Linked DNA regions of Cricetulus griseus: region 2 is linked to region 1. Evidence: chromatin contacts called from public Hi-C data. All regions are on one chromosome and are shown on one strand. Each heading gives the region's core, a stretch centred on a gene start, on an enhancer-like site or on the middle of the called end of the contact. The rest is flanking DNA. Distances are from core to core; before and after follow the strand shown. Region 1 overlaps LOC103160769 (a long non-coding RNA gene). Region 2 overlaps LOC113835924 (mRNA decay activator protein ZFP36L2).

What was found. A called contact is a pair of places that touch in the nucleus more often than the background predicts.
Region 2: a Hi-C map of the CHO-K1 cell line shows a contact between it and region 1, with 6 times the contacts expected there. The contact joins two enhancer-like sites. A contact is called at or near these places in 6 of 8 Hi-C or Micro-C datasets (the CHK-Q cell line, the CHL-YN cell line, the CHO-K1 cell line and 2 more).

What each region holds. Positions count from the first base shown.
Region 1 is chr5:85,735,569-85,740,737 of CriGri-PICRH-1.0, forward strand. All of the region lies in intron 1 of LOC103160769 (a long non-coding RNA gene), which reads right to left. Among named protein-coding and RNA genes, the nearest start is that of Trnai-uau, 260 kb to the left of the region's middle. Within about 2 kb of position 3,038, at least 2 of the 6 cell types and tissues checked have open chromatin away from gene starts, as enhancers often do. A contact at or near this core is called in the CHO-K1 cell line and fibroblasts, where this site is marked.
Region 2 is chr5:85,805,755-85,810,923 of CriGri-PICRH-1.0, forward strand. It overlaps LOC113835924 (mRNA decay activator protein ZFP36L2), which reads right to left. Exons shown (of 2, transcript XM_027417931.2): 2 at 4,041-5,169. The coding sequence ends at 4,193. Among named protein-coding and RNA genes, the nearest start is that of Thada, 300 kb to the right of the region's middle. Within about 2 kb of position 1,972, at least 5 of the 6 cell types and tissues checked have open chromatin away from gene starts, as enhancers often do. A contact at or near this core is called in the CHO-K1 cell line and fibroblasts, where this site is marked.

The DNA.
Region 1 (5,169 bases), core at 1,788-4,287:
GTTGTAAAGATTCATGCTCCGTGGCTGCTGGGTACCATGTCTGGTACCCACCTGAGAAGCAGGTATGACTGCGAGCCTATTTGACAGATGGGAAAATGGAGGCTCAGTTAAAGTGGCCTTGGAGACTTGCTCTGAGATTCCCAGCAGGGAAATATACCTGGCCTGTGAGGCACTTACCTGTGATCCCATGCTCTTGGTGGACCTAGGTGTTTAGGTGAAGAGAGAGAGAAGCCTGGTCTGTGGCCAAGGCCATGGCTGAGTTTGTGGCTGAGGAGGGCACCACTGAGGAGGGAGGGGAGAGGAGCCTAAGGAAGGAGCATATCAGGTCAGCTAGCTGTCTCTAGTTGGAGGCCTTCCTGGAGGGACGGCAGTGTGCTTCCCAGCAGCCTGAACAAAGGCAAAGAGTTAAGCCACACCAGCCATTTCACACCTGGCTTGCTTATGCCCAACAACATCAGAGTCCAGCTAGAGAGGAAGGCAGGGGCTGCCAGGACAATGGGCACCCTATACCTGCGAAGGGACACCAGGAGATAAGTGGGTTCCACTGGCCATTCTTGGAGATGCTGACCTAGGGAAGACATAGGAGTTGGACCTGGTAGCACACATGTGTTTGTTATTTTTCCTTATTCCAGAGCCTGAAGCAGGAGGACCTTGAGTTCTAGGCTAGCCTGGGCTATCTGAAACCCTGCTTTAGAAGATCAAACCGAGAGACAAAAAAGCACCACAACAAAAAGAGGGCTATGGGTGTCACTTATTCGTAGGGTGTTTGCCTGACATGTTCAGGGTCCTGAGTTCAATTCCCAGTTCCAGGGAAAAAAAGATAACAGGATGAGAAAGAAAGACAAAGCCACTAGATGTTAAATTAAATTGTCTGAAGGGATGATTAATTGGGCCTGTAACCCCAGCTCTGGGGACTGACACATGAAGAGAATTCCCAGTTCCAGGCAAGCTTGGACTACACGGTGAGACATTGCCCGCCCCCCAAATATGACTAATCAGATGTGGTAGATGGAAGATGGGGGTGCAGAGTGAAAGCTGCCAGGAGGTAATGGAGGAGTGTGACTCTGAACCAAGACCTAGCATCCAAGTAGAGGAATGAGCTGGGAAGAGATTGCCAAATTCAGTCTGGAAGACTCGACTAAATACATGTGGACTTAGAAACTGGTGGTGAGTATTGAACACAGGGATAAAGAGGGCTGGGCTGGTGAGACTAAAAGAGCTTATTGCCAAGGCTAATGACCTGAGTTTGGTCCCCAGAACCCGCATGGTAGAAGGAGAGAGCCAACTCATACAAGCTGTCCTCTGACCTCCATACACCCACCATTGCTTGTACACACACACACACACACACACACACACACACACACACACACACACACTAAAACAAATGTTATTGTTTACTAAGCAAGGGGAATGAATTCAAAGGACTAGGCAAAGCCAGGGTGTACTCTCTCCAACAAAGACAATTGGGGTTGAGTTGAGTAGAATTAGAACCGGGTCTGAATGTGAAACCAAGGAAGGAAGTACAACAGTAAGAACCCCCAGGAGACCTGGCTAGGCTATGCCCTAGAGTTTGAAAAGGGATGAGGAGGCCTACGAAGACCACAGGCAGAGCTTGGCAATGATGACAAAATCTGAAAGTGTGTACCTCTCCAGGAGCTTTAATGAGAATGCAACACCGGTCAGAAAGGGGACCCAAGACCTCTGAGACCAGGCCTAATCAGCTGGCCTTAACCCAACTAAGGAGTAGGCTCTTTTATTCTCTGAAATTCCTCCTGCCACCCTCTTTCCTGCCCAGGATTCAACCTCTCTGTATTATGACAATGCTTGCTTAGCAGTGGCCCTGTGTGACCAACAAGCTCTGGAGTCAAGGAAGCTGCAGTGAGTCAAGCCAGTGCCCTGTGAGCAACAGGAGAAGGGAGATGGGGCTGAGCAAAGCTGCAGGCTCCCAGGGCCTGGCTCTGATGCACCAGGCCCCTCTTGGGCTCTGTTTCTCATTTGATGGTAAAGATGTGACCTTAGTGGTGGGGTCCTCTTACTTTGTGGCTTCCTTTCTTTTTCTCTCTAAGGAACCGTTTCCTTTGGTCAGATAACTAGAGGGAAAGTGGATGCTGCTTAAAAGCCTGTACTTGAGGAGCTGTCTCATGAGGTCCCAGAGAGTGACTTGTAGGGTGACATTTCTCCCTGCCTGTCCACTCATGTTCCCTCTGCCTCCTTGGCCTGGCAAGCTTGGACAGCCTCCTGGCAAAGGGGGCCAGCCTCTCGAGAGACTCTTGGTCTCCTCTTGCTATCCACTCCAAGGACAGGGAAGATGGAGGTGGACCCACCCTTCCATCCTGCCTTGGCAATGGAGCCCATGTGGTCCTGGCCACCCCAGCCCCTGCTCTCCTGATCTTCTGACACCTTCCAGTGGCCCTGATCGCAGGTCAGCATTGGAAACAATGACGAGGCAAAGGAGGATATAGGGAGATACAGGGATGACCTCAGCTCACAGGGCTGCCAGGTCCACATGGGCATTAGGGGCAACAGACGGTCCCCAGTAGAGTGATTGTGCAAAGCTGCACAAAGGCCAGCAGGGTGCCACAGTCTGGGCCTAAGTGAGCTAGGAGGCCCAATGACTTCATCCCAGAAGCTCCAAGACTGCCAGGCCAGCAATAGGCAAAACTCGAGGAGCCCAGGCCACAAGGTGTGGGATTCAGGACTTCTATCCAAGAATGCAGTTGGGCATCCTTCCTGGGAGATACCTGGCTGAGGAAAGAGAGGGAGCAAGCATGGGTGGGGGTGGGGGTGGGGAACTCCATCTTGGTAGCATAACCCTGTAGGTAGACTGGGGACCTGTACAGCAAACCCAGGACTGAGGAGCTGAGCCTCCTGAGGCCCTGGACTGAGCCTCTCAAGGCCCCCGTGCAGCTGCCCAGGTGACTTCTGACAAGAGCCTTACAGGCAATGCTCCCAGAATGAGAAGACAGAGGTGGGTGATGTCACCCAGGAATGAAGCAAGCAAGGCTACTGATAACATCGGCAGCCAGGCTCACTGTGGGCAAGGTGACTCATCGGGAGACAGCCGCAGCCACCAGGCCATTGTTGTTGTGCCCAGTCAGTAGGGCTGGGAGGGGTGGCTCCTGCAGCTGGGACAGGTCCCTACTGAGGCCTCTGTTTGGTGAGACCTCAGAACACAGTGTCCCCAGCCTTCAGCACCCTACCACCTCAGGAAATAACCCTCCCCACAGCGGTTGCCACTATCTTGGTCCCCAGCATTCGGTGGGTGTCTGTGGGGTGTGCCGGGTGATTTCCCTACCCTCCTGCTAAGCACAACAGGCACCAGAGATTGCTAACAGCACGCCAGTTGCTCCCCCTGGGTTGGACAACCGTCTTTGAAGACAACACCGGATGGTAAACTGCTAGCCATGACCACGTGGCAACCTCGTGGAAGGTACAGCCTGTTCCTCCTGCTAAAGACACCCCTAAGCCTGCCCCCAATCCATGCATTCAAGTCACCTCAGAGCCTGCCGAGGACAATACCATGTACTGTTGTTATCCATGTTGAAAAATGAACCTCATCTCTGAGGTCTCTGTTGTCACAGCACATGACTATCCGTGGTGGCCCTGTCCTTCTCTTTTCTGAAGTACTTCTTGTTCCCCTCAGCTGTGTAGAATTATCCGTTTGGCTTGCCCTTGGTAACTTCACCCTCCCACTGAACTTTCCCCCACTCAGCCTTCTTCTACCTGACTTTCTTCATTCATTCCTTTATCCATCCCATAAAAGAACAGCTGAGTTTATGCTGGGTGCCCTTCTAAACAAGGGACCAGATAGACTGGGACCTCCAAAGGTCACGTTCTGGCTGGGGAATAAATACATAAAAAGCAGATCAACTGGATGCAGAAACTAAGTAGGCAGCCCTGGTGGCACAGGCCTGTGAGTCCAGCTATCTGGGAAGCTGAGGCAGGAGAATGGAAAGTTCAGGTCCTGCCAGGGCTATAGAGTGAGTTCAAGGCCAGCCTGAGCAACCTATGGAAAACTTGTTTCCAAAAGAAAACATACAAAAGAGCTGGGGTGCAGGTTTAATCCCTACACTTAGGAGGCAGAGGACACCTGATATCTGGATCACAATCTCCAGGCTAGTCTGGACTACACAGTGAGGCCCTGCCTCAAAAGAAAAAGCAACAACACAAAGAAAAAATAAAATAAGAAAGGAAACAAACAAACAAAAGAAAGCAAGGAAATACTGCTTAATGGCAGAGTGCTCACTTGCCTAACATGTGAGCTGCCCTGAGTGCAAACCCCAATGCTGAAGAAAGCAAACTGGGCCAAAGACTGTAGGTAATAGTAGAAGCCAGGCAGAGGGCAGGTGGAAGGCCTTGTTGCAGCTGGGGCTTTCTGAGGAGAGCCCTGGAGGCAGTGGGGAAAGGGGGGGAGCTTTCCCAGCAAAGCCCATCCCATCAGGCTCCCTTGCCAAGGAACATTCTCCACCCCAGAGAGGTACTGCCAGGAGAGCCCACGGCATGGCCTGGGGCACCTGCTTCCTTCTTAACAAACAGGCAGCCTCCCAGGACGAATGAACTCTCCCACCCCTCCATACACCCCAGCTAGCAGGAGGCCGGCAGGAGCCAGGGCAGGCAGGGGTCAGGAAGGCCTGGTCTGCCACCTGTAAGTTACACTATCTCAGGAAGGTTCCCTAGCTTCACTGAAATGTCTTCCTATAAAGGACAAGGTGGCAAAGAGGCTCAAATGAAGGCGTGGCTATGAGATTATCAGTCTTTCCTAGGTTGGTACTTGGGGGAGGGTGGTCGTGACTGGGTTGGGTGACAACGGGCCTGCTGGTCATCCAAAGTTTTAGTCCCTGCAACCTGGTGCCCTGCCACCATCCACCAGTGCCCTGCCATCAGAGGGTGGGGGTGAGGGTGGGGGTGGGGAGGCACTCGCCATGACATCAGCAGGGTTGGAGCCAGGCAGGAGAGGCTCCAGAACTGTCCTACCACAGCCCAGCTCTGACTTCCTCTGGGTAGGACACTTACTTAGCATGCAGTCTGTCTTCCTTCCTTCTGCATTTGGAGAGACCTACCCACCCTCTGAGGTTTGGCTCTCAGGATCCAGGACAAGAAGGTGGAAACAGTATGTCCAGGTGTCGGGAGTCAGACAGCGACAGCCACAGTACGGTTACCTGGTGT
Region 2 (5,169 bases), core at 722-3,221, 69 kb after region 1:
CAGGAGGATCTGCAGTTAGAAAGGACCCTGTCTTGCAAACAAACATGAGCTTGACTGGCCTCAGTCCAACAGCTGGTCAGCCTGAAAGGGCTGCAGAGACCCAACTTCCGGTTTAGACAAAACAAACAAACAAACAAACAAAAAAACACAAAAAAACCTTGGGTGCAAGTCACATCTGCCTTCATTTGTCCCTGCAAGCAAAGCTGGAGGACGGAGAGTGGTGGTGTCTGCAGGTGGGTTTCTTCCTGAGGTTTAATGTTTTCCAGCAGGCTCTCTGTAGAAACCCACCAGAGGATTCCCTGAGAACCCTCCCTCAGGAGCAGACCTGGCAGTCAAGAGCCTGGCTTACCATCCTTCCTGCACCAAGGGCCTTCCAGGCCTGCTCACGTTCCTCTGTGTCTCCACACAGGGCTCCTCAATTGTGTGCTCACTTGTCTTTTACACCCCTAGCAGGAGACCCAGGCAGTGGGATCCATATTGCGCACACCTTTCTGAAATCGTTTATAAGGTGGGGCACACTAGTCGGGTTGTTTCAAAATCACCCCAGCCTCCAAGCAGTCAGTTGGAAGACCTCTTTGAACAACCACAGTTGCCCATGGAAGGTCCTATCTAGACTCAGCCCGGAGCCTCCACAGTGCAGCCCTGTGGTGGCTAATCCTACTTTGCCCTTACTTCCAAGTTCTCCTCCTATATCATGGATTTACAAAAAAAAAACCAAAAAAACAAAAAACAAAAAACTAAAACCAGTCTCAGGGTGGGATCAAGGACAGGCTGTTTTCTGTTTATTCTGGTGGCTGCGGAGGCACAATGACCCAGAGCCTCCAATGATGTATGTATGGGTGAGAGAACTTCTGAATGACCACCTACCTCCCCGCATGCATCTCAAACACAAACTGTCAGAGCCTAGCTTTCAGGCTTTCAAATGGCTGAAAGTTTTTAAAAAATGAATGTGGCTTACCCCAAAGAGAAGCCCAACATTCCAGCTGCTCAAAAGTGCTTGTTTGGAAAAAAATAAATTTGGGAATGAAGTGGAAACAAGGTCTTTGAAACGCAGCCGGGCCTAAACAGCTCCACAGTGGAGCCGTCTCCTCCCCATTGCAAATTCTTTATGGCCAAGAGGCCAGAGAGCTGCAGGGGCTTCACCCAACCTCAGGGCTTCTTGGCCTCCAGCTCCCTCCGCCCCCAAGGCCTAACATCTGGGAGAACTTTGAAACTGTTCCCCACTCTGGCAGCAAGCACTGAAAAAAAAAAAAAAAAAAAAAAAAAAAAAAGGCTTTGCACACCAACTCCATCGCCTTAACTAGAAACAGCTGCCCAGCCTGGCGCATCCCTCAGACACCCCCACCACCGTTCCTGCTCAGCTGTGAGTCACAGGAGACCCTGGCCAAGGCCGGGGTAGCCAGAGAGGGGGCAAGGATTGGTTGAGAGCCCAGCTGCTATTGATAAGGAAGCACACAGTTGCTGGACCTCCTGTCTAGGTTGGAAAAGGTGTCTGAACTGTGCGAATGGGAGAGGGGGGCAGAAAAGTAATTGTCTTAGGAGTTTAAAAGTGATTTAAAACCAGCTGGGAGAAAACAACAAAAAACAATGCACAAGACTGTAGTTTATGACGGAGAACCAGGCAAAGCAAGGCAGTCTTTTTTCCTTTCGGTAGAAGCCCGGTTGAATTTGCTTTCTGGCCTCCTCAGCCTTCCTTTTGCATAAATAGCCTGAATGTGCTCGTTCCCAGAGGAAGTTGTCTGTGTAAACAAACATCACCCAGATAGAAGTTTAACCCGCTTAATCTCCCTCCCTCTCTCTCTCTGAACAAGGACATAACCCAGCTACCCAAAGTCCAAGCAAAACCCTGGACTCCCAACGCCTGGGCCAGACCTCCACCAGCCAGCTCCCGTCAAGGCTACAGGCCCCGGTCAGGCAGGCATCCCAGAGAAAAATCGGACTTTCAGCTGCCAGAGCAGCCACGTGATCCACTGGGTGACTCACAGGCCGGCCACACCCCTTGCGGTCTCCCGCCAGGCCCTGCCACCAGCCAGTCAGCCAACACTGGGATGCATCTCATTACCAAAGGGAACAGCTAACAAATACCCCTGACAGCCAAATAATTAGTTTCTTTCAGCTGAGAGGACTTGCTAGAAAATAAATACAGGTAACAAGTGGATGCAGGCTCTTGAGCGATCTGTCAGCTCCCCACACCCCTTCCCAGACCTGCTGAGGAGGCCCCGGGGAAGCCAGGAAAGGAGACCCAGTTTTAAAAAGAACACTCCCTTCTCTCTCAGGAAAATTTTTTTCCAAAAAATTTTATTGGGGGGGAAAACTACAAAACATTTACAGTACAATGTTTACAGTCACAATTTGTAGTGAACTGATTCCCCAAAAATATATTACAACTCAAGTTGACTTATCTTGTTACATTCAAAAAAGAACCTACTGTGTCAAAGTAGTCCAGAATACACACACTCGGTGCTCCAACTGTACCCTACATACAAAACTAAGCGCCTGCTCACTCATCTGCCATCCAGGAAGGCCTGGGAGGGACATTCCTGCCTTTTTACATCGAAAAGTCATAGTACAAGTTTCGGACTGTTATGAAACAAGGCATATTCATGTTCTACAGACCATTTTCAGCACTAAGATGGCCCTCTTCACTTTATAGCTATATATATAAAAAAAAAAGTGGTAAAAAAATCTCGTTTTGTGCAGGTTAACCCATCTGGCATTCAAATTCGCTCAAGCACTAATGAAATACTTATTTGGTTGAGGAAGATTTAAGGCAAGTTCGGGCCCCATGAAGGCACTGAGACCATTATTTCCCCGTTATTGCTACATGTCTTTATACTCAATGTCACAGTAGAGCTGGTGGAATCAGCATTTTTGTTTTTTTGTTTTCTCTTGCTGGTTTATAAGGCTGGGACTAGACAAGCATGCCACATGTGAGCCGGACTGCAGAGTATGTGGTCATTCTTTTTCTCTCTTTAAAGCTGGGTGGGCCACAACCATTATACATTCTAAGTAAGAAAAGACTCAAAATGTTCCTCAAACTACTTCCACAGCATCAAGATAGATAGATTTCTGTAAAGAAACCATGCAATCTTTCGAAATTTACGTAAACAAGGAAAGAAATTAATGAAATAAATATTACATACAATCTCTTAAATTAAGATTTTTTCTTACTCATTTACAATAAAATAACCAAGTGAAGTTACAAAAGGCATATATTACTGTGAAAAGAACATACACTCCACATTTTGCCGATTAATAATGGCAATTATAATTTAACATAATAAAAGAATATATATCTATTGCTTTTCATCATACTCGATAAATACAGTATGAACAAACATCCTCAATGTATACTTTTCACAAGATAATAAATAAGTTAAATAGGTTTATTTTTTTCATATTGAGTTGTGGTGCGAATCAACTCAAAACAGCTAAAAATGAAGCACTTATTTCCCAACAATTATGAACTGAGCTCTGCTCAAGGCTTCCAGAGAGCAGAGGGAATGTTTCTAAGCTAAACACTCACTAAACGGTGGCAATGAGACCAGTATCAGACTTTGGAATGCAAGGGTACCCCCCCACCCCCCAAACATATAACTTCGTTAAAAAACAAAAACAAGGACAACAACCGCGACAAACCCGGCTGAAGGCTACTCGTTTCAAGGCATGTTCTTGGCATTACATTGAACTCTAAAAGCTTATTAAGGGGAGGTGGCAGCCGGCTGGCTCACACTGGTCTGAGACAAGTTAGGAACCCCCTTCCAAGGTAAGAGTTCTCACATCTGGACTGTAACTAAGGCTTTCAAGTGAAAGAAGAGATGGAATGGTGGTTTTAGCTGCTGGTGCTGGGCTGGTTTTTTATTCTTCTTTATAAACTAGAGTTTCAAAACTCATCTGAGACCTAAACAAGTGTTTGGTATCTTTTGTTCTATCGCATCACAACTGCCCGTTGTGACTATTTTGTTCATCCTTACAAAAAGTTCGTTGGCTTTTATTTCAACAAGAACGAAAACTCTGCAATAATAATAATAATAAAAAAATAATAATAGAAAAAAAACCGAAAGGGAAGGGGCGGGGCCCCCTCCCGGCATAGTTCGAGTCCAAGTGCTCGGCTGGGGGCCTTCGGCAGTGTCACCCCTCCCCGGTGCCCCCCCTGCAGCCTCTCCCAAACCCTCGCGGGCGCCCCCTTGCCTCAGTCGTCGGAGATGGAGAGGCGGCTGAAGATGGGCAGGCGGCGGCCGGGGTCCAGGCTGGGGGACTCGGAGCCGCTGAGGCTGCCCGAGCTCAGCGAGCCGCTCAGGTAGCTGTCGCGGTCCGACAGCGAGTCCGGGGGACTGGGGGGCGCGTCGAACACGGGCGACTCGGACAGACGGCGCGGCAGCTGGAAGCCGAAGGGCGGCGAGGGAGGCGCGGGGGCCGCGGGCGGCTGCGCGGGGGGCGGCGCGGGCCCCGCCAGGCCCTGCTGCTGGCTGCGGTAGTAGGCGGCGGCCGCGGCGGCGAAGCTGTGGGTCTGGATGGCGAGCGGCGTGATGAGGCTGCTCAGCTCCGGGCCGAAGGCGAAGGCGTTGTTGGCGCACGAGGTGGCTGAGCAGGTGGCGCACGGGCCTCCGGGGGGCAGCAGGTCCTCCGAGCTCCCGGGACCGTAGAGCAGCGCGGCTGCCGCTGCAGCCGCCGCCGAGGCGCAGCAGGTCGGGGCACCCGAGGGCGTGGATGCCGCCGACGTGGAGGAGCAGGAAGAGGCGGATGAGGAACAGGATGAGGCCGAGGAGCACGAGGGAGGTGGCGGCGTGCGCGACGTGGGGCTGTCGAGCAGCAGCGGCGACTCTAGACCCCCCGGCGGCTGGTGGTGACCCGACGGGAAGCCCGAGAAACTGAGGCTGTGATGCAGCTTGGGCCGCGGCTCCCGAGCAAAGCCCAGGTGCAGCGCGTCCCGCGCGCCAAAGGCTCGCAGGTCCCCCGAGGCGCCCCCCGATGGCGCCGGCCGCCGCTCGTCCGCGTTGTGGATGAAGTGGCAGCGCGGGCCGTAGGGGCAGAAGCCGATGGTGTGGAAGGTGCGGCACAGCTCCGTCTTGTACTTGGGGTGCCGAGTGAGGCTGCGCAGCTCGTGGAAGCCGTGCGCGAACTGGCACTTCTCGCCGTACTTGCACGTGCCGCTCTCCTCAAAGGGTC